Regions from separate parts of the Mus musculus genome. Here all the other regions are linked to region 1. The links are chromatin contacts, called in public Hi-C, HiChIP or PLAC-seq and promoter capture Hi-C maps. All regions are on one chromosome and are shown on one strand. Each heading gives the region's core, a stretch centred on a gene start, on an enhancer-like site or on the middle of the called end of the contact. The rest is flanking DNA. Distances are from core to core; before and after follow the strand shown.

Region 1 (3,882 bases), core at 722-3,221:
CGCGCAACAGACACAGCAGTCTTTTGTGTTTGCTTTTGAGATAGGGCCTTGCTTCGTAACCTTGGATAGCCTGGAACTTGCTCATGTAGACCAGGCTGGCCTGGAACTTGCAGTGAGTGATCTTCCCGCCTGTGCCTTCTTAGAGCTTGGTTTCCAGGCATGCACTATCACAGCTGGTGTACATTAATTGCTTAATAACACATCGGTTACAGTGTCACCATCACCTGCGTTTTACAGAAGAAGCAGCCCCAGCTTTTTGTCCAAAGTAAAAAAGAAAAAAAAAAAAAAAAAAAAAAAAAAAGAATGTCTCATAGCATTTGGGCCGATACCTGGCTCCAGAGGCTGTGTTGTTAACTACGGCACCAACACATTTCCTTAAACTAATACCGAGAGGGAGGGGAGAGAGATCAAGTTGGAGGAAGGAGGGGCAAGAATGGAGAACTGAGGGGCAGAAAAAACAAGCCTAGGGCACAAAACAAAACAAAACCCCCAAACCAAATGGAAGCCAGGAATAACTCCAGGAGTAGCCCCATAGCCTGTTGTCCTGAAGAAACTCTGAAGACGGCGCCCTTGGGGTTAGGCGCTATTGAGTCAGTCCTTGCGCCACCCTGGGAGAGGAGCGCCGCCGTTGCTGGGCACAGAACGACCTTTCTATACAGTGTGCTAACTGTTAAACAGAAAGTTCACTGGCGCTATACAAAAATTCCTGTGCGCCCAAGCACACCTCACACGTGGAAAGTTACTGAGCGGTTGTGGCTGACTTGGTAAGGCTCAGGCAGCCACAAACCAACGACTGTGGAGTCCATTGTCAGCTTGCTGCCATAAAACTTTGTTTTTACGAGGCTGTTCTGCAAAAATTGAAATTTAAACAAATTTCCACCGTTGCTAGGTTTGCTTTGTTTTGCTTTAAGGTCTGTAAAACACGTGGGCTAAACTTTAAATAGGAAGGTCCTAAACCCTGTGATTAAAGATTAGAAAATATTCTACCACTAAGTTGTTTTAAAGTTTGCTTTGAAGTTTTCACAAAAGAAGGTCGAAAGAAAGATTCCACTAAAATGTACAGACGGATGACTAATCTTTCTGAATCGGTTTGTCAAATTACTTAAAGGCAACTATGGGTGGAAATGGCTTGAATAAGAAAGCGTTCGAACGCTGAGCAAGTACTGTGCCACAGAGGCAGAACAAGCACGTCCCCAGAAACGTGGAGAATACTGGGACCGAAACCCAGTCCCTCGCAATGTCCCGCCCCGTGGCCGAGCGCAGCTGGCTGTTGCCTAGGTCCGGTTGGATGCTCCCGGGTATGGCCGGGTGCGCGATGCTTGATGCAGCACTAGAGGAACTCAAAACACAAAGCAAGCAGCCAGGGGCGGCCGCCCAGCCGAGCATACTCACGGCTGGGGCCCGGGATCCTGGCGATCCCTGCCGTGCAGCCGCCAAGGGACAGTGCGTGGCGACGCCCGGTCTCCTCCTCGCCAACCCCGCGCACCACGGCCCGGGGACCTGCCAAGCCTGTCCCGTTCCCCCTTGCAGCCGGCACTTGACAAAAACCAGCCCTGAGCTCCGCGCAGTCTGCGCGGCGCCCGCGGCTTCGACTTTTCGTGTTGGGGGGTAAGATGGCAGGGCCGGGGAAACAAAGGAAACTTGGGCCGGCCGGCGTGTGTGGTTCGTGTGCTCGCCCCAGGTCCCGTGTGGGAGTCGCCTGCGCCTGTGCATGCAGCCTGCCCGGGGAAACCCTAGCTGTGCCAGAGCCCGGGGCGCCCGCCCACCTGCCGCGCTGGCCGCCCCGGGACATCCCAAGTCACCCCGGGCCGGTGCAGGCGGCGGGGGAGGGGCCGTGAGAGCCGCACAGGAGGGTGGGGGTGGGGGCGGGGAGGCGGCGGGGGAGGAGGAGAGCACGGGTGGGCGGGCGCCGCACGTCACGGCTATTGTGGCTGTCCCGGTATATAAGGTCCCGCCGGCCGGCCGCGCTCCCCACCTTGCCTGCGCCCGCGCGAGCTTAGCAGATCTCCACTTACCGAACATCTAGAGAGTCGCGCCGCGCGCCGACGGAGCGGACATGGGCAGAGCGATGGTGGCCAGGCTAGGGCTGGGGTTGCTGCTTCTGGCACTGCTCCTACCCACGCAGGTGAGACCCTGTTCTCGATTGGGCACTGGAGACGCGTCCTGGGGCTTGTGTGTGTGTGTTCGCGCGCGCGTAGGAGGGGCAAAGTCTTTGCCTCCGGCCAGGCACTGGGGTAGGGGGAGAATTTTGTGTAACTGACTTGGGGAACTCGTGGTGTGGATTCCCTCGAGAGAGCGCCCCCTTCCCTTCTCACGGAAGGTCTTCGCGCTCCCTGCGAACCACACAAAGAGAGGGAACGGTCCCCTTCGGGGGAGCGTGGCACACGCCCATCCTCCACCGTCCAAACTGGTTTGGAGATCACCCAGGAAGCCCTGGTTGTGGCTTTATCTCCCACAGGTCTTGAAGCTTAGTTAGGGACCTCCCGACTGCACAAACTCTCGCGGTGCGACCCCACACCTCCATCCCTGGCCACCTTAGGAGCCCCATCCCAACCTAGAATCCCCGGGCATTATAGAGACGGAGGGCAGGACTGTAGTGTCCCGATTCTCCGTCAGGCTTTGTCCTAGTCCACAGACGCTTCCTCTCTTAGATTTGTCCCGGGTACAGATCTTGCCCCCCAACGCCATGGGTGGCGCTGCTCTAGCTGCGTTAGGGTGAAGGCGCCGCGCCCAGAATGAGACCTGGAGCTGAGCCTGAGAGACTGGGACGGGACTCAGAGAATCCGACTGTAGCTTTTCACTGCGGTTGGTTCGCTTAGGGATGTCCCTAGGGCTTTTTGCCCCTGAAAAGTTGGGAGCGCCGGATTTTTGGTCCCTAGAGATCCAGGGTCCGGGCTCACCTGGGAGAGCAGCCCAAGAGCTTGAGGCGCGCTTCGTCTTCCCCTTCTCAGGCAGGGTAACTATACCCCATTGTCTTCTCGCTGCGGGTTGACTGTGCCCCGGGGCCTTTCTCAGTTCACCCGATCCCCCATCTAGGAGGGGCTGGGCATCGTGAAACTGGTTGGTCTCACTCAGATTCCCTTCTCCCCAGGGCGCCCCCCCCCCCCGAAATGTTGAGAGGGAGGTGTTGGTTAAACAAATCAAGGGAGATTGGTGGAGAAAAACTGTTTAATGCCAATTTAATAATTAACGTAAAATTTTGTTGATGGTGTTAGAGAGGACCTCTAGACTCAGACTGAACATTGGGCTCCTTTTTCATCATCATTATTATTATTATTTAGTTTTTTTGTCACCTGCTGTACTAAAAGCTCTTTGTATAAATGAAGAGCGGTTACTTTCCGGTACCCCTAAGACAGGCTCCCTGTTTTAAACAACTTAGCATATTAATGTTTTCCTTTTTGTGTGAATGCCACTTCCCGATAGGACAAGCTCTCTTACACACAGTAGGCACCCAGTAAGTATAATTGACTGGATCAGGTGTGGCTAATCTACTTTGGACACAATTTGCACATTTCTTCAGTCAATATTTGGTTAATGACCTTACGCCTGTAGAACAAAAGGTGCTGATGTGGGAGGGCTTATCAAGGGGCCGCCGAAAGTACGTGTGGCTAGATTCTTTGCTGGGTGCCACGTCGCCCTCTCTCTTGCTTGTAATCGGAAGCTCTAGCAAGCCCTGGCAAACCCTCCTTTCAGTGAGGGCTAAAAACTCGGATCAGCCTTTGTTCCATGACAAAGGAGAGTATCACGTGCCTCGCCGGACTGTGCATTTCACGGCTTGCAAAAGCAGCGGTGAATGTGCCACTAGGTTGCTGGGACACAGGGAAAGCCTTGGTTTCGGTCACAGCGTCTAGTCAGTCACCAGGCAATGAGCTGGTGAAATTT
Region 2 (3,882 bases), core at 676-3,175, 450 kb after region 1:
TGCCTTATCTTTTCTTTTTTGTTGTTGTTGCTTTGTTTTATGTTTTTATTACTTTATTACATGTGTATGAGTATTTTGTCTCTGGGTACCATGTGCATGCCTGGTGCCCAAAGAGGCCAGAAAAAGGCATGAGATAACCCTGGAACTGTAATTACAAATGGTTGCTTCACACCAAGTGGGTGCTGGGAATAAAACCTGGGTCCTCTCACAGACAGCAAGTGCTGTTAACTGCTGAGCCACCTCTCCAGCCCCTGTTGGTATACTTTGATATAGGATTTCATGTAGCCCAGGCTAGCTTCAAACTGACTATGTAGTTGAGAGTGTCCTTGAACTACTGATTCTCCCTCACCCCCTCCTCAGTGCTGGGTTAGCAGCAAGCGTCACCATGCCCGGCGTCCCCACTGTCTTTTCGGAAGTTGGCAGTTCTGTCTCCCAGCTTCTTGCTTTCTTGATTAAAATAAACACCCAGTCTTTCTCCACTCAGGAACACTCCAGGTGTTTTCTTTACTAACAAAAAGGAAAATTTTATTCTTTGCAGTAAGACAGCGATAGTTTTCATTTTTGTAGGAGTCTGGGCTGAGTATGGAGTAGCACACCCAGAATCATTCATAAATCTATACTGTTCTCCTCCACTTAAAGGGCTCTCACCAAGAATCTGATTATGCTACAAAGAAGAAAATAGCTTCTAATGTCTGGCACATTTTAGGAAATAGATAACCAAAATGAGATGCCCCTTGAGCAGATTTTTTAAAAATAGGTTTTGTCTGAATAAGAAATAGGGATCTTTAGGAAGGCAAGAACATATAGATTTGGATTTTGAAAGCGGACTTTAGAAATGGTGAGAGGACAAGATCAGTGAGAGTCTTCTAGTGTGTGGGATGGCAGAAGCCATCTTCTCAGCAGCAGCTACAAGTGCAGTTCTCGGCAGGTTGGTTGCCTGCAGTGCCAGGCTCTCAGCAAAAGTCTATTGTGCTTATACAATCATATTTTTATGCGATGCTCTGGAAAAATCAAGAAGGAACCTGTTTCCAAGCACAAGATGACTTGTAGTACAAGGAAGTATGGGGAGAGAGGTGGGAAAGGATGGTCTCAGGGAGGACCACAGTGAGCGGTGAGGGGTGGAGGAGGACTCAGCAGGTGGAATGTTACCTGCTATCTTTTGTTTTCCGTGTTACAGGACAGGTGCTCTTGAATGCCTGGGAATCTCCGGGGATAGCACGTGATACATATTTTATATATTTATATCTTATTTTTATAAACTGTAACCATGAGTGTTAAGTCAACTATGACTCACGAATTTTGGTAAGCATTTCCTAGAGCTAAATTCGTTGAATTGAAAGAGGAGCATATTATTGTATTATCTTGTTTTTTATAGTGGTTTCCCATAGCGTAGGGCACTTGAATACCTGTTCCCCAGTTGGTGGCACTGTTTGGCAGTGTTGTAGTGTTCTATTGCTGTGAAGAGACACCATGACCAAGACAACTCTTATAAAGGAAAGCATTTAATTGGGGGTTTGCTTCTAGTTTCATAGGGTTGGTCCATTATCATTATGGTGGGGAGTCTGGTGGCAGACAGGAAGGCATGTTGCTGGAGGAGTAGCTGGGGGGAAGGAGAGAGGGAGGGGAGGGAGGGGGGAAGGAGAGAGAGAGATAGAGAGGGAGAGGGAGAGAGGGGGAAGGGGAGACAGAGAGAGAGAGAAAGAGAGAGAGAGAGAGAGAGAGCTAGAGGAAGAAGGGATCCAAATTCCTTTCTTGACTCAACTGAGGACGAAGCATGCACGTATATGAGCCTGTGGCAGTCAATCTCATTTAAATCACCACAGCCAGTTTAGAATGTGTGGCCTTGCTGGAGGAAGTATATCACTGAGGGTAGGATCTGAGGTTTCAAAAGCCACCCATCTCCACTTGGCTCTCTCTGCTTCCTGTTTGTGGTTGGAGATACATGCTCTCAGCTCTCAGCTCTCAGTTCCAGGCTCCAGCTGCTATGCCTGCCACTGCTCAGCTTCCCTGGCTGGTGATGGACTGCAAGCCCCAATCAGCCCTTCCTTCCCTAAGCTGCCTTGGCTATAGTGTTTTATTACAGCAATAGGAAATCGAAGCAGGCTTGCAGACAAGGTGCAAGTAGACAGAAGACGAGGGACTTGTCCAAGGGCAGTCACTAAGTCTGAGGCTGGCCAGCCAGTCCTCCCTTCCATCAGTTCTAACCTCCGGCTCTGCAGAAACCACCTCTGCTTTGGGTCCCTTTCATCTTGTCCCTTCTGTCAGGGCCTCCTTGCTTAGCCCATCTCTTTCTATCCTCACTCTCATCTCCATTGTAATGTCAGCTTTATGGAGCCTTGGATATCCTTGGGGTTTCTTGACAGTACAGTTCCATGCTGCAGTATTGAGTCAGTCCTCTTTAAGCATTCAATAACCTGGGGCTACAGGACTCTTATGAAGCCACCCAGGAAGAGGAAAGGTTAGGTGTACTTGAGCAACCCTTTCTCCCTCGTGACACGGATGGTTCTGAGAAGTGGCCAACATGGCTGCCACAATCCCCTCACCCATTGTCCTATGATCTCTCAGCACTAGCTAGTCCTTGCTTCAGTCAGAGTCCCTTCAGACTGTTCTACACACGCAGTTTTTCCAGACTGCCCTTTCCAGACTACCACATATTTTTTACCTGTCACCTTAGAGAAGCCTCCTGTGACTCCACCACCTGTTAGGATAATACTTCCTCATAGTCATCTCTACCCCCTTTCTCTGGTACATTATTCATCCAATTTCCTGTCTCTAGCTCACTAGATTAAAATGTGTGTATCTTTACTTTCATTTCCCCCCTGGAGCATCCTGTCCTGAGAGCATGGATGTTACCGTCTCCCTTCACTCTGTGTTCTCAGAGCCTCACAGTCTTGCAACAGGAGTCCCAAATACCCAGTGAGCGCTCCAGAAAGTTACAGAACGGATGCATTCATTTCACGGCATTGTTTTACAGTGAAAAATCCTCAAGTCTGGCTTGCTTAGCAAAGCACATACAAAGAGAATGAGCATTAGAGAAGCCCTGCAAGAAAGAAAAGACAGAAATGGAGATGGGGGCAATGGTGGGCACAGAGGCCCTAAGAGCAGTGTCCTGATCCAAGACTAGAACAGCCCCGACGGGCAAGGAGGGAGTTGCTCCTGAGACAGGGACCCACAGACAGATGTGAGGAGGAGATGCTGGCAGGGACTGAGAGACACAGGCGGCCTGCAATGCCTGCCTACTGGAGAGGATCTAGAAGAAAGAAGGTCTAAGCCTCACTTCCTTCCTTCTCTTTGATCTCCTTCCAGGATCTCTGTGTCTGGTGCCAATAGGAAGCACAATGGACCATCTAAATGGAACTAGTGGGTAGATCCACAAAAGACAGAGGGGAGGAGGAGGCCAGATCTGCAGAAGAACCTACAGGAGCAGGAGAGAGCCAGGCTCTACCTCTGGTCCTCTCTGAGGATGAGTTGGAGTTGAGAACTATATCATCGGAGATCAACATGGGGTCTGCAGACACAGAGACTGTCAAGGATGCTGCCAGAGTCCCATCAGATTCCACAGGGCATCGTCTGAGGCTGGCCAGCTTTTTTAACTATTCTCTTCAGGATTTAGATTGTCAGAGTCCTAATAAATTTAACTTTCACTCAACAGTAGCATCCAAATTTCTCTTAATATAAAATACTCAGGCTGGAGAGATGAGTCAGAGACTAAGAGCACTCACTGCTCTTCCGAAGGTCCTGAATTCAAATCCCAGCAACCACATGGTGGCTCACAACTATCTGCAATGGGATCTGACACCGTCTTCTGGTATGTCCGAAAACAGCTACGGTGTACTTACATATAACATTAAATAAATCTTTGGGCCGGAGCGAGCAGAGGTT
Region 3 (3,882 bases), core at 428-2,927, 420 kb after region 1:
ACAACCCCTGTAAAAATACAACCTGAGCCCCTCACTGCCTCTAGGTTTAGAAACATCCCATCTAAATAAGAATTAGTACTTACCATAGAGTCTGATAAGGACATTCCAGAAAAGGAATGGCCTGGGTCATACCGGCTTGCTTTGAAAAGGCCCAGGAAGTCCGCGTCCACGCTCCCAACATTCGGCAGGTTTGACTTCAGAATACCTTCCACGCCATCGCTGTTCTTCAGTTTGGGTAAGTCTGAAAGGTTGTTTTCTGGCAATTGTAGGTTGCCCTGAGAATTCACATCTTCCTTGCTTCCCTCTTTTTGTGGGTACTTTTCCATGTGGCTGGAACCCAGACGAGATGTATTTGATGAATTGAAATTGAAGACCTTTAAGGAGTTGTGGGGTGCAAGGTGTGGCTGTTCTTTGTCTGAGCCACAGGGCAGGCCACCCTCCTTCCTGGGCTGTACCACTGATGACTGAGATACGGAGCTGTTCTGAGAAGTGCTAAAAGATGTGCTCATTGTGTTGACTGACGTCACGGAGGGAGAAAAGACTTTGTCTTGTGGCAGAGAAGAAAGCATGCTTGAGAAAAGCGTGCTGTTTTCTAGCCGTGACCTCTTAACGCCGCCGCTGTTGATGTCCCTGTTCTCCTTGTCACTTGCTTCTGAAGTGGTCTGTGGCTCGCTCTTCCCATTACTGTTAGTGTGCAAGGACTTGAAGACGATGCTCTGCTCGGTGGATGCACGCTTGGCTCTCAGTTTGGATATGGGGTCGTGGTTCTGCAACAAGTGCAAAGCTGGTGACACCTCTGCCAGGCTTTCCTTCTTCTTCCCTAAACCAATGGTGAACACGTTGGGATCAAACACCTTTTCCAAACTGTCCTCGTGAATGGGAGGCATAGCGAAGTGAGGGGCTGGAGAGTTTGGGACCCGGGCCTTCTTCTTTTTCTGGGGCACACATACTGCACTGTCCATCTTTTTAATAATTTCAGTGAATTTTTCCATATCAGAAGAAGAATCCAAGACACTATTGTCACTACCAGCAGAAATGTTCAAAAGCCTGGTAGGGGTAAGTGGGCTGGTCGCATCTTGACCTGGCCTTTGGGGGCCTTCTGCATGACTTCTGCTGCTGGGAGAGTGGGTGAGGATGAACTCCGCTGTCTGGGGCATCCCACTGCTGCTCTGGATGGGCGGAGCCTTCTCAGGTCCTGACTGTGTGATGTGTGGTCGAGACTGTGCCACATGTCCTTCTCTGTGATGGATGTCCTTGGGTGATGTGTCTGGTGCATCCTCGTGCTGCGGAACACAAGTGGTGACAGACACCACTTCAGGCTCATTACTGTGACAGCTTGGCAGCTGTGCCTCTCTAACTTCAGAGCTCTCTGAGATGACCTGAGAGCTCACATCCTGAGGATTCTCCACGGGAAGCACAAAGGACCGGACCTGGACGAGGACTTTGGAGGGACAGTCTTTCCCCATAGTTTCTGGGCTGTGCTCTGGAGTGGAAGGGGGACTGGCTTCTCCCACTCCAGGTTTGGAGATGGGAGTTTTCTCAGTGTGAGGAGAGACTGGCGAAACACACCCATTGTGGTTTTCTGACACTTCTAGAGCAGTGCAGGGAACACTGCATATGGGAACTTGAACACAGCCATCTTGGGGAGCGTCCACAGAAATGGGTGCAGAAGGCGGGAGAGATGACTCCCTAGCTGACTCAGCCGCTGAAGCTGGCTGTGAGTCAGAAAATGCATCCTGTGGCTTTGGGGGAGCCTCTCTGGCATCACAAATGGCAGCGATGTCCTGTGCAACATCACTTGTGTTGTTAAGGACGGGGCCTTTGCTGTCAGCAGCCTCTGGCTGGCCCTCTCCTGAGAGCTCAGAGTCCTTCACAGGAACCAGAGCAGTGGGCCCTGGGTGGGAAGGATAGGCAGTGTCTGTTTGTACATCCAGCTTATCACTTTGCTCAGGCTCAGGGCGGAGGACCTGATCCTTGGTGGACTCTCCTTCCCCTCCTCTGGTGGCTGGACGAATCTCTTCTCTGGGGACAGGGACTGCTGTGCCTTTCCCTTCTGCAGATGGCTCTTTGACCACCAGGCCATTCTGGTGGCTGGTTGACACAGCTTTCTTTTCGGGTTGCTCCATTTCTTTGGCCTTTTTGGCTAAGTTCAGCTTCGCCCTCCCAACAAATGTCTTACTAGAGGGAGGATTGTTCCTTGTGTTACGGACGTCGGGGTGGCGGGGGCTACTGTTAGCCCGCTTGTTTTCAAATAAGGAGATTTTGTTGGCTGTGTTCCCCTTATGAACTGGCTGGCTAAATGAGTTGTGCTCATTTCCCAAACTGTCAGGATTCTTCGGAGTTTTCAGATTTAGTTCCACATGTTTGGGTCTGGCGGGGCTGCAAGGACAAAGCAACAGGGCAGTTAGCAGCCTGGTGTTAAGTCGACATACAAACCAGCTGCCAAAGAGACCACAAAGTCCGCATCCCCTGGTGTGTATCTGCTTTCCCATGAAACTTCCTAAACAATCCTACAAACACTAGCACATATTTTTAATATAAAGTATCTTACCTACATATGACAGATGAGACTATAAATCTAAGAAACTATTAATTTACCAAGTATTCATATTCATTCACAGTGAGTGGCACTGAACTGGCAGACATTACAAGGTATAAGGAACAAATTTAAATACTTAATGCCTTCCCATATTTTAAATGCGCAGTATGTATTTATGCATGCATGCATGCATGTGTGAAGTCAGAGGACAACCATGGGTGTCAAGGTTCGACTTTGCTGAGACAGTCTCTCGATGTTCAGCACTGCACACCCAAGTTGTCAGGTCTGGGAGCTGCCAAGCTTTTCTTGGCTCCATCTTCCATCTCACTACGGGAATGCTGGGATTAGAGACACTCATTCCCATGACCACCTTTTCTATGGGTCTCAGGTCCTCACACTGTATCCACTGAGCTGTCCCTCTGAACATGGAAAGTGTTTTTAAATCTTTCCTAAACCTGCTGCTCATCAGCATTCTGCCTTATTCCCAGTGGTTTCATATGCATAAATATTTTACTAGAATGAAAATGGCAGTGTTCATAGGGCTTGCTTGGCTGCTTGCCTTTTGCTAAGACAAAAGGATGAGTTAACATTATAACTTCCAGGGTCCTAAGACTGACTTCCTTGGAATTTTACACAAACATTAGTAGAAGCAAATTTTTTAACCATACGGCTATACCATAATTTGTTAACTGACTTTGTTAATGTGTCTAGGGCAGAGTCTCCCAGCTCATTCACATTTCTTAGGTCTAATTACTTATTACTGGGAATAATGTCTTTAGTGTACACAATGTGTTCTTTCACAATAGCAGAATGTGTTGTGTTGGCATTTGCCTGCCTTGGCCTCAGTCCTGGCTCTCACACTAATATCTGTGTGAATTTAGCCAAGGCATTTCACATATCTGGCCCATTGCTCTCTTTTGTATCTGTAACTTAAAAGGTAATACAAAACAAAACCCCTACATAATTTAGAACAGAATTAGTTTTTATTTCACACAAAACTTATGGTTAAGGGAATTTTGGAAGTCCCCTTAAGGGGTTACACTGAGGGCTAACAGAGGCTACAGGACCAGAAGGCTCCCCATGGCTGCTTTCAGACAGAGCCACTCCCACTTTTTTGTTTTATGAACCATTTTATATAAACATTCCTCAGGGCAGGCAGAGGAGCTTGTCAGTTTGTAGCCAAATGAAAACCACCGTTTGCCAAGCACTTGGGAAGTTATTTAATTTGGTTTACCCAATGTACAACTTGCCTGTTCTTTTCTAAAGAGAGAAAGCTGAGACCTAGAGAAGGTAGGTGACTCCTCTGAGGTCACCTAGCTGGTGACAAGGCCTGGGTTTGAAGC
Region 4 (3,882 bases), core at 562-3,061, 400 kb after region 1:
ATTAAAGAGCCAGAGTATTCTAAAGTTGATTTGAAAATGATAAAAAATCATGGTGCATAGGACAGGTGTAGGAAACAGGGGCAACAGGTGCATCTGGAGCAGGGAGAGCTAGCTGCAGGATGGAGCTGGACTCATGGCTCAGTAGGGAGAGCTGGGGGATAAAGCTGGATACATGGCTGTGCAGGGAGAGCTGGGGGATGGAGCTGGACTCATGGCTTTGCAGGAAGAGCTGGGGGATGGAGCTGGACTTATGGGTCAGCAGGGAGAGCTGGGGGATAGAGCTGGACTCATGGCTCTGCAGGAAGAGCTGGGGGATGGAGCTGGACTTATGGTTCAGCAGGGAGAGCTGGGGGATAGAGCTGGACTCATGGCTCTGCAGGAAGAGCTGGGGGATGGAGCTGGACTTATGGTTCAGCAGGGAGAGCTGGGGGATAGAGCTGGACTCATGGCTCTGCAGAAAGAGTTGGGGGATAGAGCTGGACTCATGGCTCTGCAGGAAGAGCTGGGGGATGGAGCTGGACTTATGGTTCAGCAGGGAGAGCTGGGGGATGGAGCTGGACTTATGGTTCAGCAGGGAGAGCTGGGGGATGGAGCTGGACTCATGGCTCAGCAGGGAGAGCTGGGGGATGGAGCTGGACTCATGGCTCTGCAGGAAGAGCTGGGGGATGGAGCTGGACTCACAGCTCAGCAGGCAAAGGCTGAGCTCAATCTCCCCCAAACAAGCTGAAAAGCTTAAAAGCTCTCTTCTGTTGCCAGCAATGGGCTCATCAATTAGCAAATCCAACCAGGAATGGTAAAGTTAATAGAACAGTGAACCTTGGAGGCCATGCTAAGATAACCGGTGCCATTAGCCTTTTCCTGAAGTTTAGTGGGAGGAAGACTTAGTGGTGAAGTCACATTAGCATCATATACTTAAAGATCGCAGAATAATTTCTCTCTTCCCTACCCCCTCACTTCTGGATGCACACCCACTTATATTCTCTCTCTCTCTCTCTCTCTCTCTCTCTCTCTCTCTCTCTCTCTCTCTCTCTCTCTCTCCCCTCTCCTTCTTACCTTTGGATCTGTAGGGAATTCAACTTTACGGCCACCCTAAAACAAAACAAAACAAAAAACAGCATAGTAAAAAACTCAGTTTCCACTGAGAGTGTTCAGTATTATCACAGTAGTTACAGTAGGTGAAGCACACAGTGTGATTGGTTACTTTATGGTTTGTTTTAATTTATATAAGATGATGCCAAAATTATCAAACTGAAATGAGGACACAAGACCATCTACAGCAGAGACGTACTGGACATGCACAGCTACTGTGTGCTTCTGTTCTGTTCTGTTGTTTTTGTTTTTGTTTTTGTTTTTGTTTTTGTTTTTGTTTTTGTCTTTGTCTTTGTCTTTGTTTTGTTTGTTTGTTTGTTTGTTTGTTTGTTTGAGTGCAGAGAAGTCAGACCCAGGGCCTTGCAATGCTGGCCAAGCACTCCACCCCAGAGCTACAACCAGGCCCCTTGGTTTATTTTGCTCTGTATTGTTTTTTAACTAGGAAATTTTCTTATACAATTTTAATTTGTATCCCAAGAGTCAGTGCTATGTGCTTCTTGTTCTTTTGAGACAGGGTCTCACACACCAGGAAGACCAGGCTAGCCTCAAACTTGGGATCATCCTGCCCCAACCTACTAAGACTTCTTCCTCTTATTTCTCTCGCTAAATAACCCTTAGGTTTGATAACATCTCACAGGAAGTGAGTTCTACCTTCTGCCCAGGCAATCCAGCATGGGCGGTCCTTCCCAGGCCATGGTCTTGGCCCACATTCCACTGCTCCCTCTGATTCCACTCCCAGCAGCCTCGCCCTTTGTATTTCCTGCCTGGCCCTGGGAGGCATCTGACTTAGCAACCCATAGCCTACAAAAGTGTTAAAGTTCACACAGCAGGAAATAATAAGAACTATTAGATAACAGTGAAAACCTCTCAAAAGATGGCATCATTACACTTTTGTATTAAAAGAGTGGGGTTGTTGTTGTTGTTTTTAAGTAAAAAACAAAACAAAACTAGAATTAGAGAGGAGAGTGTTGCCTAAAAATACTGAACAGGCAGAAGTCAGTGGTTGATAAACTGAGAGATTTCCCTCGATGTGTTTTTGTGAGCTTAAAAGCTGCAGCCAAAATCCTCAAATGGCCCAAATAAACTGAAACCATAAATAGGCTAGCTCAACCAGCAAGCTAGCCCTTATACAACCAAGGGAGTGCCTGCCTAAAATATAGTCTTTGAGGGCTGGAGAAATGGCTCAGTGGTTAAGAGCACTGGTTGCTCTTCCAGAGGTCCTGAGTTCAATTCTATTAACTACATTGGTGGCTCATAACCATCTGTAATGGGATCCAATGCCCTCTTTTGGTGTGCATGAAAACAGAGCACTTGCATACATAAAATACATAAAAAATCTTTAAGAAAAAAATAATCTTTGGGGGGAGGTGCTCAATAAGCCTCAGTTTTAAAACCATCCATCACATTGATTTTTAAGCTTGAAATAACTCTGTCATACATTACCAAAACTAATAAAACTGGGAACTTTGAAAGTGGATTTAATTTAAAAAAAAAAAAAAAAAGGGCCTCAAGTCACCTGCATTGATCTGCAGATAACCAAATCAGGCGTGTCTAACTTTCTAATCTGTCTCCTCGGGCTGCCTCTGAAGATACTGCAGTGTGGACTTTCACAAGCAAGTTCATAGCAGAAGCTTCACCCTGGTGTTCAGTGAGCACCTAGCATCAAGTGGCCCACATCAGAGCCTAGTGTGGTAGACTCATCCCACCTAAACCTTCATCCCAACAGAGCAGCCAGGGACCAGGGACGGGGGTAGGGGTGGGGCAAGGAACTGGAAGCACAGGCTCCAGGTAAGGAGGATGAGTGTGGTGGTTTGTATACGCTTGGCACAGAGAGTGGCACTATCAGAAGGTGTGGCCCTGTTGGAGTAGGTGTGTCACTGTGGAAGTCTGCTTTAAGACCCTCACCCTAGCTGCCTGGAAGCCAGTATTCTGCTAGCAGCCTCCAGATGAAGATGTAGAGCTCTCAGCTCTGTCTGCACCATGCCTGTCTGCCTTGCTTGGATGCTGCCATGCTCCTGCCTTGATGATACTGGACTGTATGTCTGAACCTGTAAGCCAGCCCCAATGAAATGTCTTTATAAGAGTTGCCTTGGTCATGGTGTCTGTTCACAGCATAACACCCTAACTAAGACAATGGGCATTGACCCCTCACCCCAGCTCTCCTTCACCACTCAGCCCTGCCTCCTGGCACTACCTCTGTGCTGGTCCTCAGCATTCCCTGCCCAGCTCTGTGCCTGCCCTGGCCTCATACGCATCCTCTGCCAGCTCCAGTGGGGGCAATTCTGCTCCCGTTTAAGATTTGACTGTGCATTCAGATGGTTTTCCTAACTATGCCCTGCCCTGCCTCTCATCCCACCGAATGGGGTTGCTTCCACTTTCCACAAACAGTTCTTCACTCACTAGGCCTCTCTGGGCTGAAGTTGGTGCAGACATCTACTCTGTGAGGCAGAAGATGCTCTCCGTGCAAAGGGCATAGTCTTGTCCACCTTTCTTAACCAGGAAGTTGTTTCTACTCTTTCTATCCAGCAATAGATGCATGTAAAGCAATAAAAGCTACTTTTATTGTTCAAAGCCACATCTGGTAGATTATGGAGGTCAAGCTAAGAGACTTGCTGCCTTCAGAAAACCAGCTTCAATGTCATGTTACCATTTTCAGAGGCCGCATGGATCCGATGTACGCTTCCTCGGTATCCCAGAAGGATAGGTCAGGGTATTCTCCGGGCTCCAGAATGAAGGGGACACCTTGGAATCCAGGCTCTTCATAGATCAGCCATCTGAATAACCACCACGGAA
Region 5 (3,882 bases), core at 785-3,284, 370 kb after region 1:
GGATGGGGCTGCACAGGGTGATGAGGTCAGCTTGCTGGGGCTGTGGCTAAAATCCATACAGCCCTTTACCTTCTGGCTCTCACTTTTCTACCCAGCCATACAGGCCAGTCTAACCACTATTACCATATCTGAAATGGGGACACGAGGGTAAAATCTAGAGAGAGGGGAAAGCAAAGATGCTGTAAGACAGAACTGGGGATCGCGGATGGGAGATACCAGTGAGGTGGGCACAGCTGGTGGCAGTGGAAAGAGGAGAGAAAGGCTGTGGGGGAGGCAGCAGAGGAAATGAGTTCTGCATGCATGATAAAACACAGCTGTAATTAGGTTAAAGGTTTGAATGATACCCCAAAGGATGCAGAGGACACAGGAGACCCCCACTGCTGGGGGAACTTGGGTGTGTAAAGCAGTGCTGAGTGGCGCTTTGTAGGAAGCCTCTATTTGTCCCACTAGCATGTTTGAAGGGGTCCTTTCACAGGTGCTTGCTGAAAATGTGAGGGACCTTTGTGTTAGAGGTAGCCAGTACCTTTCAATAGAAGGATCAATAAAACAGAGGGTTATCTGATTTTTCCCCAGTGTGGATTAACCATCCTTTCCAATGATTCATCTGCTTAAGCAGAAGCCTCGCCACCAAGGACCGTGTGGAAATTAAAATCTGCATTTGGATGCAGAGCACAGAATCCTGTGTTATCCTCAGATAAGAAACAGCATTCATCTCTCCCTTAAGCCATTTACAACAGCAAAAGAGGCTGAGAAAGTAGCCATCGAAGGAAATCATCTCCTGTTTAAGAATCTGGCTTGGTGTTAGCCAGCACCACAGTTCTCCAGAGCAGGGTGCAGTGCAGTGCACAGAACCAGGAAAAGCTTGCAAGCCTCGCTTTCAGCCCCAGCAAGTCCTGCCCAACACCAAGACACACAGGCCTCAGCTGGAGACGTGGTGTGGCACTTAGCACACGTCTTGTTCTTGCAGAGGTCCTGGGTTAGACTCCCAGCACCAATATGGTAGCTCAAAACCACCAACAATTGATGCCATGGAATCCAGAGTTCTTTTTGGACCTTGGAGGACACCAGACATTCAAGTGCACAGACATACATGTGCATAAAACACTCAGGCACATTGATACACCTAATTTTATTTTTTTTTATAAAGACAACAGACTCCAATCTTAAGGACGCTGTCTTTTCATTCTTGAGCATCTGGTGCCTTTACACGCTTCCTGTGTTTAGTGTTGTTAGCATCACAAAGTTCTTGAGTAGCAATCTGAATAATTGTTTTACATTTGAAAAGAATTTAGAACATTTTTTTTCTTTTAGGAGACATTTCTACTGACCAATACAGAAGACAGTGAGGGATGGGTGAATACTTAAAGTGAAGAATCCTGCCATGTGTTTAGAGACAGGTAGGAGAGGTTACTTTTCTTTAAGCTTCCTTCCCTGAAGGCTAGGTCTCAGGCTACCACTGCCAGTAGTCCTGACACACCTGTCACCTGTGCATTCTGAGGTAGCACCCATCCCCACCCATCTGTCTGAGAGCAGTTCTGTTGTTACAGGTATATTTGAGTTCTTGGCACATTGGACTGAGGAGGTATAATTTGAAAGAAAGTTTACATCCTAATTAGAATAAATCACTACTGTTCCATTAAATGGCAGCTTATACTAAAAAGACGCTGTCTGGTGTGGCTGAAGCAGAAACGTTACAGAGTTAAGACCAGCATCGGGTTAATTGCCTGGAGCTACCTTTTCTCTGTTGGCTAGTGTTTAGTGTCTGTGTCTTACATAGTAGTTTGATTTGCCCTACCAGGCGTTGGTATCATGAGTCGGCTTCCGCTGTTGTCATAGGATACCTGGTCTGGAGTCCTATGCCAGCATTCACTAAAACAACTCACTCCCCACATACAAGGCAAGAGGAAAGACTTGATAAGACTTAGCCTAACAAAGGAAAACCACAGAAGAGCAGAGAGCTGGGCCCATGCTTTTCTTGCTAGGGTGCTGGCCATGCAGCCTGCTCTTGTCCAGAAGGTGGCACTGTTTCCCCACATTCTGAGAAACCTAAATTCAGGGGCACAAGAAAGTTGCTGCTTCACATGGCAGAAGCCACAGAGAACCCACAAACCTACAGGCTAGCACCTTCACTCCAGAGGGTGGGGCTCTAAAGAGTCCCATAGATAGCAGAGACAGCCATTTTCTTCACTTTGGTACCCAGTGTCTAACAGCCTGGCACATAGTGAAGACAAAAATTAAATGAGTGCCCTAAGGACCACAGTGAGCTTAGAAACACAAGGTTTGTTCAGCTGCATCGGGGAACTAAATATTGTTATCCCCTTCCCCCAACACACATTTACTCAATACCTTATCTTTCCAACTTAGTTAAATTTTTCTGGGGCTCATTCTTAGGGAAGGTGAGGCTAGGGATAGATCCAAGTCTGCCTTCACCAGCACAAGGAAGTCTCAAAACCACACGATGCTGGCAGCATGAATGATCCTATAGGAATAAAGGCCTGCCGGGGTCAGTGCTTCTCAAATGGTTCACACTTGGAGCTGTCTGTGAGCTGGGCCTCTGTATGACTATAGACACAGGGAGGGAGGGAAGGAAGGAGGGAGGGAGGGAGGCTACCTCTAGCTGTCCATTTCCCACACCCAAGCTTCCACTTGCCTTTTATGCGAAGAGCTTGGTTTCTATGAAGCCTATAGTCACATCACTTAATTTTTGATGCTGTCTGCATTTGCCTGCCTCCCTCCCTCCCTCCCTCCCTCCCTCCCTCCCTCCCTCCCTCCCTCTCTCCCTTCCTTCATTCTGCCTCTCTGAGCACCCTCTAGCTCCTCGGGCTTTGTGTTTCCTCTCACTACTGAGTGGGTTGGCCGCCTACCGACCGGGACCACCAGGACTGTAAAGCAGGGCTGCTTCCTGTGTAGCTACCAGTGCCCTGTTTCCCATGTCCAGAGTGTCTTAAGGACCGAGCTGTCACGGTTTCTTTGCACTGACTTCCTTGTTCTCAGTGCATAGGTGGCATGCTGTGGCCCCTGACGACCACCAGCCCACTGGTACATCCTCTCCTGTTGGGGAATAGCCAGGGTGTTAACCACTGAAGGCACCTAGGTGTGGCAGAGGATAGGCCTATAATTTCAGAATTTAGGATGCTGAGGTAGGTGAGCTGCCCAGAGTTAAAGGGCAGCCTAGACTAGAGTGACCCAAAATAAACATAAAGTGACTATAACGAACAAATAAATGATAACTTATTCCAGTACCACGACTAAGCTTCCCTTCATTTACTTGCAAACAGCAACAGTGCCCGACCACTGTGTTCCCAAATACTGGGTGGGTGGGCTTTTTCAAATGTGTTTTAAATGTGGTAAGATTCTTGAACCATCACCCCCAGCAACACCTAGGAACTTGTTAGACAACCACGTTTGGGAGCCACCTCCAGACCGCCTAGATCAGGAGGAACTCTAATGCTGGTGCCACTAATCTGTGTTTTAACACACCCATCCATACCTGAGAGACTGACTGCAGGACCAGCTTTCCTTCCCAAGCACTCTCTGTAGAGAAGCCTCACTGAAACCTCACCAGCGTGCAGCAGCAGCCCTCGGGTGCCGTGACAGCTATTCTGGTTGTCATGGTGACCACATCTGGAATTAGCTAAAACCCAAAAATGGCTGCACACACCTTTGAGGGTATTTTCCTTAATTAAGTCATTTGAAGTGGGAACACCCACTTCTGATCCAGTCTTCGAGGTTGGAAGCCACACCTTTACTCCAGATCTTTTGAGGTGGGAAGAGCCACCTACAATCTGGGCCACACCTGCTGGAAGCCTATATAAGAGTGGTTCTCAACCTGTGGGTTATGACCGACCCTTTCATAGGGGTCACCCAAGACCATGTACTTAC
Region 6 (3,882 bases), core at 793-3,292, 360 kb before region 1:
TAACTGTTAAGTATAAAGGAAAGTGCTGGTTATTTAAAGTAAATGGGAGCAGAAGTCCCATGAATAATCAAAAACGTGGCTAACAGACCAAGACCAGAGAATAATGCACTTGGCTTTTGTGAAGAAATTAAAGTACATACTGTGAATTTTCATTAAAGCAAATGTGTGAAAAGTTACTCTTAAGGTACCATGATCTTGAAGAAGCAGCCTCAGATGCTCGATATATTACACTCAGTCTCTCTCTTTCTCTGGATTTTTCTGACTTCCTTCTCCTTGGACAACCCAGCTTAGGTCTTAGAACTCTTTAGAATGATAAAATATTTCACCTTTTACATTTATTTTTACATAGTAGTATACTTGGATTTTATTGCTAGGAATCTTACATAGGAACTCCCTTATGGGGAGACTGTTTTTAAATATAATTCACCTTTAATTAATATGCTGTTTTATCTATGGAGCCCTCACTCTGGAGCCCTGGCTAGCCTAGAACTGGCTATGTAGACCAGGCTGCTCTTGAACCTAGAGATCCTTCTGCCTCTGCCTCCTGAGTGCTTGTAAGCACCACCATTCCTGGCTCAAAAACAGAATCTTTAAATCACAGGAGACTTGGCACTCAAAGGGAGTTTGCCGCTAAACCTTCTGTGGCTAAAAGCATCTTGTGTGAACAATTTCTCTTTGTTTTTCTAGTTCATTTACATAATGTGAGCTTAAAAAATACCAACTATGAATTTTGAAAGCTCACATGAATTTTAAAAACCATTCCTGAGTGTAAAATGTAGGTAACAAGTCGTTTATTATTTTTATATTACTGATCTTAATGTTACTTTTTTCTTCCCAAGGGATTGAATTTAAGGTTTTGTAATTTTTAATTTTTTTATGATTAACAAGGACTTCAACACTTGTTTTGTCTAATTAGAAAGGGCAAGATGCTAGACGTGCTTGAATAGGTGGCACCCGAAGAGCAGAGTGGCCCTCTGGCCCTCGTCTGTAATCCCAGGACTTGAGAGGTGGATGGGGTCAAGAAGTTACAGGTCAGTTTGCTACACAGTAAGAAGTCTCAGGCCACTGTGGCCTAGGGGAAAAAAAAAACGTTCCATCCAACACTGAAAGCGTCGTCACACTGACAATTTTACTTTAGCAATGAGAAAGAATTTTTGGTAACATATTACTTAATGTTGTGGTTAAGAGTATGTATTCAAATAACCAAATTGTTAGGTCGGGTATGTGGTTCCGAAGTAGAGCACTAGCCTAGCATTACTGCATGAGGCCTGGCCTCTATCCCTAGTACCCAAAGGAGAGGAGAAAAAAAGATACCAGATCCTCTAGGTTCACATTTTGCTTAATGTGACCATAACAACTTACAATTTGGCTGTGCCTCATTCCGTTCCCCCCCATCCCCCCTAAAATCCGGGGAATAGTATTATCTTTAAAACTCAACAAAAGATTAAGTGAGCTAATATGTGAAATGCACTCATGCCAGTGAATTTTCAGTCCCGGAGCAAGCGACGTTTCATTCCATTCTCACAGCATCCTTATTTTCTGGATTTTTCACAGAAATCCTGGCACTTCGGCCAGGAAGCTGAGGGAAGCAGGGCTCAGCCTCACCGATCCACTTGCGTTCCAGCTCTGGGGGGGCCGCGGAGGAGACGTCGTCGCCCAGCTAGCGGGGCCGCCCTCCCGGGTCCGCGGCCCCCACCAAGGGCCTAAGGCGCCCAGGAGCAAAAGGCTTCCGGACGAGCCTGCGCCACGGGCCTACGATCTCGCCGCGGACCCACGATACAGACATTTATTTACATAAGCTTCACTCTGCGTTGGGCCGGGAGAAACGCTGCAGAGACCCCGAGAGCGCCTAGATCCAGGGCTAGCGGGGTGCCAAAGGGCGGACACCGACGTCCTGGGGCACAGGCTCCCTTCCATCTCTCGCCTTCCGGTCATCACTGAGGGTCCGCCCCTTAGTGGGGAGGTCCCAGCTGTGCCGTAAAGTAAAGAGCACTCTTTGCCGCTCATCAGCCCGCCCCTATCTTTACGGCAGGCCGCATTTCATGCCTCCAACATGGCGCCCCCCATGTAGGCACTGGCTGTGGTTACCAGCGCAGGTATCCAGTGCAGTTCTGAGCAGCCGCTGGGGTTACGCCAGTCTGCGCTGCAGAAGCAGCAAACGTTATTCCTGGTTACGGCTCCAGAAAGCCATACTTCTCTGAGGGTTTGGAATCGCCGTCTCCTGTTAGATTCTGAAAGTTTCTCCTCAGCCCTTGTTTGCTTCCCGTGTCATTTCTGGCCACCTTCCTCAGGTCCCCGACCCTCTCAGACTCAAAACTATGAGCCTCCGGCAGCTGCTGTTGCGCTTGTCCGGTTACCTCGGGGCTTCAGGTCCCCCCAGTCGCCACTGGTGGTACTTCAGATCCCTCGACAGCATCTCCTCGGCGGGCTCCTGGCGCGGGCGCTCCTCCAGGTCACCGGCCCATTGGAACCAGGTGGTGTCCGAGGCGGAGAAGATCGTGGGCTACCCCGCATCCTTCATGAGCCTGCGCTGCCTGCTGAGCGACGAGCTCAGCAATATCGCCATGCAGGTGCGGAAGCTGGTGGGGACGGGACACCCTCTGCTTACCACTGCCAGGTGAGCGACCCATGGTAACTCTGGGTCTGGCCAGTTCCTTGATTCTAACTTTCTTTTGAACTTTTAAGGTATTCTTTGGTGTCCCTTTAACATTCTTCTACTTGGCCCAGGATAAATGGTTTTCGTAAAAGAAAAACTTGAACGTGTTTTACAGTTTCTCTTCACTTTTAGAGATGCAGATGCTTCATGGCTTGTCAAGGTATCAGAGATGTATACTTATTTAGTCACAGTCAAGAAGTGGTATTTTAAAAATGGAATAGAGCCGGGCAATGGTGGTGCATGCCTTTAATCCCAGAGCTTGGGAGGCAAAGGCAGTGCGATCTCTGAGTTCAAGGCCAGCCTGGTCTACAGAGCAAGTTAAGCTGTTTACCTACAGAAAGATTAAGACAAGAGAGACAGGCAGAATAGACAGCTCCGGGCAGTGGTGGCGCACGCCTTTAATCCCAGCACTTGGGAGGCAGAGGCAGGCGGATTTCTGAGTTCGAGGACAGCCAGGGCTACACAGAGAAACCCTGTTTCAAAAAACAAACAAACAAAAAAACCCCCAAATATCCAGGTATTGGACTATCTAGATTGAAGTCAGTTTCCTCTGACGCTTTTACCACTTAATGCCAGACTAGTGTTAAACTTGTCACTAGGGTTTAAAAAAAAATTTATCACTTAAAAAACAACTCATACCTCATGTTTCGTAGTTTATTTCAAGCACACAGAAAAGTTATGAGAATAAAACTAGTACAAAGAGGATTAGGGGAGATGTCTTTGCCAAAGTACTTGTTGAACAAGTCCTACAACCTGGTTTGGATCGCCAGCAACAAAAGTGGAGGTTTTTCATACCAGTACTGAGGATGTGAAAACTGGAGATCTCTGCAGTGTGATGGACATTTCGTCTAGCTAAACCAGCAAATTCAGTGCTAAACAAGAAACTCCTTCTCAAACTCAAAAGTGAAAAAGCAAACAAGAGCTGGACAAAAAGATGGCAGGTGGGCTTATGAATGTTCAAAACCACTAGCCATAGGAGAATTGCAGATTTACATTACTATGAGATCTGTCACAAAGTTAAGAGGAATGAAATACAGATTTACAGAAGGACATCCTGGTGAAGAAACAGAAAAACTAAATTTGGCATGTATGTAAATCAGTATGGCCAATCTGGAAAATGGAAATTTCTTATAAGATTAAATTAAATAAGATTAAATTATACATCTTACCATCATACTCATAAACATTTATCCTAAAGAAATAATTAAAAAAAAAACACCTTGTCT
Region 7 (3,882 bases), core at 412-2,911, 350 kb after region 1:
ATTCTATATAGTTAAGGATAACCTTGGATTTCTGCTCCTTTGGCACTATGCCCCAAAGTATTGGGATGGCATGTGTATGTCACCATATTACTTGGATCCATAACTATTAATTTCAAAATCTCTTGATAAATTTCAAGCATCTTGCCTGCTAGTGGACTGAAAATAAATCACAGAGCTAACAAGGTTAGCGCTGTGAAGCTGATATTATAGAAAAAAAGTATATCAGGTTTGGAGGGCAATTTCAGACAATTAAAGCTGAATAACATTAGAATTGTGTATCCTTTTATTTAAGTCTATCTTTAAATATGCTATGTGCATTTTAAAACGGAGAGACCATTTATCTAGACCTTCTTACTCTAAGGGAGAGGACCCAATTCATGTTCTAAAGCTAAAATGTCTGTATTTTCTTAATTATCTAGCGTCTGGTAGCTGATGACTGTGTGTTTGTGGATGTGCATCTATCTGCATGTGCGTGCATGTGGAGGCCAGGCTGGCGCTGTGTCTCTTCTGTCACTCACATTTGTACTTTGAGGCAGGCTCATTGATTGTGCTGTGCTGGCCGGCTGAGGAACTCCAGGGCGACTCCTGTCTCTGCCTCCCCAGCACTGGGGTCTGCGGACTCGGTCCATGCCTGACCTTTTACCTGGGAGCTGGGATCTGAACTCGGGCCCTCGTGCTTGTCTCACAGGCACTTTGCCAATCTGGTTGTCATCCCAGCCCCAGATGCGCTGTCTGACTCCACACATTTGGTTATGCAAATGAAGAGGAGTTGCAACTTTGTATTCTGGGTGCTTGTCAGATAGTCACTTCCTGAGGCTGTGTGACAGTGTTTGCTTTCTCCTTTCTCTGCCGTTTGCCCTTTGTCATTGAAGCTGCTAAGGTTGAAGCTTGTAACTCTCCTGTTTTTTCTGATCCTGGTGAGGCACTGCATAAACTGCAAGACAGCAAGGTTGTCTTACCTGTGGAAGACGAGATCTAGTGGGATTTTCTTGACAACATTTGTACCGTATCTGATAGGTAGCATCCTGCAGTTCTTGTTAAGAGGGGAACTTAAAAGTTCTCTAGAGATTACACTGAGAAGTGTACACCCGGGCCCAGTGCTTTCTTTTAAAAATGCAATGTTTTCTCTTCCCCCTCTTCTCCCCCTCTCCTTGGCAGGTAATGAAAGCATGGGGGGCTCATGTGACAGCCGTTTGCTCGAAAGATGCCAGTGAACTTGTGCGGAAGCTTGGAGCAGATGAGGTCATTGATTACACGTTGGGAAGTGTGGAAGAGCAATTGAAATCTCTAAAACTGTGAGTAGTAGAGCAATGTTTCTGTGGGGAAGGAGGCACTGTACAGTTGAGTGTGCAGGTCTGAGGGCGGTTGGCGGCTTCTGGTCACGCTGCAGCCTTCTAGAAGAGTCAAAAGATTCTTGTCATTTGGATTCGTTCCACAGTGTGTACTTTGGAAGTTACTTTTTATCCGTGCTCTGATGGATGATAAACCAGATTCTGTTGCTGGCTTATCAGAAGTCTGAGGCAGTATTGGGACGTGTGGTCCTGCTGTGGCGTCATTAAGGAAGAACAGAAAGGAGGACATAACCACATGGTTATACTAAACAGTCCCAGTGTTTTGGCTCAGTAGGACATAGGAAAGAAACAGTGGAAGAGTAAACGCTGGCAGGGAGCAGTGTGGTGCACGCCAAATGCCACAAAGCCAGCCTGTGGTTTGGCCTAAGGTAACAGATAGGATGGACCTGGGAAATCTCTCAAGCCCTGTTGCTTTTGACTGTGGTCTGTCTGAAGGTACAGCTCACAAGTATTTGGCTACAATTTCAGAGTTTCTTCTTTCTTTTCTAAAGTCCATTTTCAGAAGCCATACTGACTAGAAGTATAATTTTGAAGGTTAGAAACAAAACAGGTTGCTCCTCTCTGCAGTGCTCCCGGGCAGCCAGCTAACACCTTGTGTGTTCTGTCCTTATGGAGCTTCAGTTGTTGCCAGGCACTGTTGTAGACACTGGACACTGGTGAGCCAGACATACTTCCTCCCTCACAGAGTGTACACTCCATTTGGAGGGGTTTTAGTAGCTAGTGCTTGCCTTATTCAGGGTCACTGTGAAGAAACACCATGACCAAAGAGGCTTGAGAACAAAAGGACATATTTGGCTTACACTACATCACTGTTTTTCATGGACGTTAAGTCAGGACGGGAACTCCAACTGGGCAGGAACCTGGAGGCAGAGGCTATGGAGGGGTGTGCTTATAGGCAGTCACTAATAAGAAAATGCCCCCAGGCTCGCCTATAGCCCAATCCTATGTAGGGATTTTCTCTGTTGAGCTTCCCTCTTCTCTGATTATTCTAGCTTGTGTAAAGTCGACATAAGACTAGCCAACACAACTGACTCCTTGTCAGCTTGATACACAAACATCACTGTCAAGCCTTTCCTTTCTTGTTTGTCCCCAAGATCACATTAATAAAGATATCACAATATAAAATGTTTTACCAACTATTGAAAAGTCTCAGCCTTACAAATTCAAACACTTTGAAAGTTGTCTCTTTAAAAATACCTAGTCTCTTAAAATCTCAAGTTCATAAAATTCCAACCTGCCTCCTTTCCTTCCCGCCCAAGTTGAAGTCATCTGGGGTCCTTCAAGGGTCTTGGGTCACTTGTTTGGCTCCACCCTCTGCAGCACACACAAGCTTGCCTCTTCTAAGCTGGGGCAGGATCCACTCCACTGCTACTGCTGTTCTTGGTGCTCATGCCATGGTACTGGCATCTCCAAACTGCTGGGGGCTCTGCTGCAACTGGGTTGCACATTCACCAATAGCCTTTCCTGATCTCTCTTCATGGTGCCAAGCCTCAGCTGCTTCTCATGATCCTTTCATGTCTTCAAAACCAGTACCACCTGGGTGACTCTTATACATTATAAAGTTTGGCTGCCAGCAGGAGGTACAACTGTGGCTGCCTCAAACACAGCTCTGTGTGCTACTCTGAAGAAATATTTCCTAAAAAGATATCACTTTAGTGATGGTGGTCTCTTCTTAGTCACTGCTAATAACTTAGCTCATTGACCACCACCATCCATTGTCCCAGTGAAGCAAAGGTTTTACTTCTGAGGTTCTGGTCTCTTGTTAATCACAGCCTATATTCTTCAGCTTCAGAGCCTCAGATTCTCGATTCAGAATAGCAAATAGCCTTGACAGAGTCTTGAAGAGATTCTCAGACTTCCCTCTAGAACTTCACAAGCCAGGCCCCCATAGTCTGCATTGCTCTCAACATTCTTTTCTCCTGGGCTTCCAAAGAATAGTTTACCAAGCTCTGAACACCCAATATCTTTTCTCATCCAAAGTTCCAAAGTCCTTCCACAAGCCCCAACCAAAGCAACATGGTTAGGTCTATCACAGCAATGCTCCACGACTCTGGTACCAGTTTGTCCTGGTTAGACTTTCTATTGCTGTGATGAAACATTATGATCAAAGCAACTTGAGGAGGAAAGGGTTCATTTGGGTTATGCTTCCATATCACTGTTCACCATTGAAGAAAGTCACAGTAGTGTAGAAGTTAGGTCTGGTTCTTCCTTCCAGTCCAGTGCTCCCAGAAAAAATAACTCAGACTCAAAATATATTTACAGATACCTTGGCCATATAACTAGGCTCTTCTCTGACTATATCATAACTAAAGATAACCCATTTACTCTAACCTACATTTGTCACATGGCTGGTTACCTGTGCTCAGGGATCATGCATCCATCTCGGTACATCTTCCCATGTGAATCTTCCATGCCTCACACTATCCCAGAATTTTTTCTGCCTCCCAGATGCCCCACCTTCTATTTCCTGCCTGAGCCATGGGTCATCGGATTTATTTCTGACAGGTGCCACATCCATATATAAGATAGT

What was found. Promoter capture Hi-C pulls out the DNA fragments that hold promoters and counts their contacts. A called contact is a pair of places that touch in the nucleus more often than the background predicts. HiChIP or PLAC-seq counts read pairs in DNA pulled down with a chosen protein or histone mark.
Region 2: an H3K4me3 HiChIP or PLAC-seq map of bone marrow-derived macrophages shows a contact between it and region 1, with 4 times the contacts expected there. The contact joins the enhancer-like site here to the promoter of Cd24a in region 1. A contact is called at or near these places in 7 of 39 promoter capture datasets (cranial neural crest, embryonic stem cells, hippocampal neurons and 2 more), 1 of 484 Hi-C or Micro-C datasets (bone marrow-derived macrophages), 13 of 115 datasets of contacts at active chromatin or transcription factors (the 230-238 cell line, DN3 thymocytes, the SCID.adh cell line and 7 more) and 4 of 9 other capture datasets (adipose tissue, embryonic stem cells, liver and 1 more).
Region 3: a contact with region 1 is called in an HNF4G HiChIP or PLAC-seq map of pancreatic cancer cells. The contact joins the enhancer-like site here to the promoter of Cd24a in region 1. A contact is called at or near these places in 7 of 39 promoter capture datasets (the C10 cell line, cranial neural crest, embryonic stem cells and 3 more), 5 of 15 datasets of contacts at CTCF or cohesin (the NIH/3T3 cell line, embryonic stem cells, large pre-B cells and 2 more), 27 of 484 Hi-C or Micro-C datasets (B cells, LSK cells, centroblasts and 14 more), 22 of 115 datasets of contacts at active chromatin or transcription factors (DN3 thymocytes, T-cell acute lymphoblastic leukemia, bone marrow-derived macrophages and 15 more) and 3 of 9 other capture datasets (adipose tissue, embryonic stem cells and liver).
Region 4: an HNF4G HiChIP or PLAC-seq map of pancreatic cancer cells shows a contact between it and region 1. The contact joins the enhancer-like site here to the promoter of Cd24a in region 1. A contact is called at or near these places in 9 of 39 promoter capture datasets (3T3-L1-derived adipocytes, the C10 cell line, the HPC-7 cell line and 6 more), 1 of 15 datasets of contacts at CTCF or cohesin (large pre-B cells), 1 of 484 Hi-C or Micro-C datasets (bone marrow-derived macrophages), 15 of 115 datasets of contacts at active chromatin or transcription factors (double positive thymocytes, embryonic basal ganglia, embryonic forebrain and 10 more) and 3 of 9 other capture datasets (adipose tissue, embryonic stem cells and pancreatic islet).
Region 5: an H3K4me3 HiChIP or PLAC-seq map of pro-B cells shows a contact between it and region 1, with 10 times the contacts expected there. The contact joins the enhancer-like site here to the promoter of Cd24a in region 1. A contact is called at or near these places in 24 of 39 promoter capture datasets (the 3T3-L1 cell line, 3T3-L1-derived adipocytes, the C10 cell line and 13 more), 4 of 15 datasets of contacts at CTCF or cohesin (the NIH/3T3 cell line, embryonic stem cells, large pre-B cells and 1 more), 36 of 484 Hi-C or Micro-C datasets (the 3T3-L1 cell line, B cells, the Ba/F3 cell line and 23 more), 33 of 115 datasets of contacts at active chromatin or transcription factors (the 230-238 cell line, the NIH/3T3 cell line, the SCID.adh cell line and 22 more) and 4 of 9 other capture datasets (adipose tissue, embryonic stem cells, liver and 1 more).
Region 6: a Hi-C map of pre-B cells shows a contact between it and region 1, with 5 times the contacts expected there. The contact joins the promoter of Pdss2 here to the promoter of Cd24a in region 1. A contact is called at or near these places in 1 of 39 promoter capture datasets (pre-B cells), 6 of 484 Hi-C or Micro-C datasets (double positive thymocytes, embryonic stem cells, muscle stem cells and 1 more) and 1 of 115 datasets of contacts at active chromatin or transcription factors (pancreatic cancer cells).
Region 7: a promoter capture Hi-C map of liver shows a contact between it and region 1, with 8 times the contacts expected there. The contact joins the enhancer-like site here to the promoter of Cd24a in region 1. A contact is called at or near these places in 28 of 39 promoter capture datasets (the 3T3-L1 cell line, 3T3-L1-derived adipocytes, the C10 cell line and 16 more), 5 of 15 datasets of contacts at CTCF or cohesin (the NIH/3T3 cell line, large pre-B cells, pro-B cells and 1 more), 102 of 484 Hi-C or Micro-C datasets (3T3-L1-derived adipocytes, the AML12 cell line, the AtT-20 cell line and 62 more), 39 of 115 datasets of contacts at active chromatin or transcription factors (the 230-238 cell line, the HPC-7 cell line, the SCID.adh cell line and 27 more) and 4 of 9 other capture datasets (adipose tissue, embryonic stem cells, liver and 1 more).

What each region holds. Positions count from the first base shown.
Region 1 is chr10:43,577,198-43,581,079 of GRCm38.p6, forward strand. Cd24a (CD24a antigen) reads left to right here and starts at 1,972. Exons shown (of 2, transcript NM_009846.2): 1 at 1,972-2,125. The coding sequence starts at 2,057.
Region 2 is chr10:44,027,841-44,031,722 of GRCm38.p6, forward strand. All of the region lies in intron 2 of Crybg1 (crystallin beta-gamma domain containing 1), which reads right to left. Among named protein-coding and RNA genes, the nearest start is that of Gm40636, 61 kb to the left of the region's middle. Within about 2 kb of position 1,926, at least 45 of the 459 cell types and tissues checked have an H3K27ac peak or open chromatin away from gene starts, as enhancers often do. A contact at or near this core is called in DN3 thymocytes and bone marrow-derived macrophages, where this site is marked.
Region 3 is chr10:43,996,969-44,000,850 of GRCm38.p6, forward strand. Crybg1 (crystallin beta-gamma domain containing 1) reads right to left here. Exons shown (of 22, transcript NM_001368305.1): 4 at 84-2,379. Among named protein-coding and RNA genes, the nearest start is that of Gm40636, 31 kb to the left of the region's middle. Within about 2 kb of position 1,678, at least 80 of the 459 cell types and tissues checked have an H3K27ac peak or open chromatin away from gene starts, as enhancers often do. A contact at or near this core is called in DN3 thymocytes, the NIH/3T3 cell line, bone marrow-derived macrophages and 4 more, where this site is marked.
Region 4 is chr10:43,975,745-43,979,626 of GRCm38.p6, forward strand. It overlaps Crybg1 (crystallin beta-gamma domain containing 1), which reads right to left. Exons shown (of 22, transcript NM_001368305.1): 9 at 3,737-3,863; 10 at 1,054-1,089. All of the region lies in intron 3 of Gm40636 (a long non-coding RNA gene), which reads left to right. Among named protein-coding and RNA genes, the nearest start is that of Gm40636, 9.4 kb to the left of the region's middle. Within about 2 kb of position 1,812, at least 53 of the 459 cell types and tissues checked have an H3K27ac peak or open chromatin away from gene starts, as enhancers often do. A contact at or near this core is called in adipose tissue, pancreatic cancer cells and trophoblast stem cells, where this site is marked.
Region 5 is chr10:43,952,082-43,955,963 of GRCm38.p6, forward strand. All of the region lies in intron 21 of Crybg1 (crystallin beta-gamma domain containing 1), which reads right to left. Among named protein-coding and RNA genes, the nearest start is that of Gm40636, 14 kb to the right of the region's middle. Within about 2 kb of position 2,035, at least 14 of the 459 cell types and tissues checked have an H3K27ac peak or open chromatin away from gene starts, as enhancers often do. A contact at or near this core is called in B cells and pro-B cells, where this site is marked.
Region 6 is chr10:43,219,444-43,223,325 of GRCm38.p6, forward strand. Pdss2 (prenyl (solanesyl) diphosphate synthase, subunit 2) reads left to right here and starts at 2,043. Exons shown (of 8, transcript NM_027772.2): 1 at 2,043-2,617. The coding sequence starts at 2,319.
Region 7 is chr10:43,927,165-43,931,046 of GRCm38.p6, forward strand. It overlaps Rtn4ip1 (reticulon 4 interacting protein 1), which reads left to right. Exons shown (of 9, transcript NM_130892.5): 6 at 1,159-1,295. Among named protein-coding and RNA genes, the nearest start is that of Rtn4ip1, 27 kb to the left of the region's middle. Within about 2 kb of position 1,662, at least 17 of the 459 cell types and tissues checked have an H3K27ac peak or open chromatin away from gene starts, as enhancers often do. A contact at or near this core is called in the CH12 cell line, liver, muscle stem cells and 2 more, where this site is marked.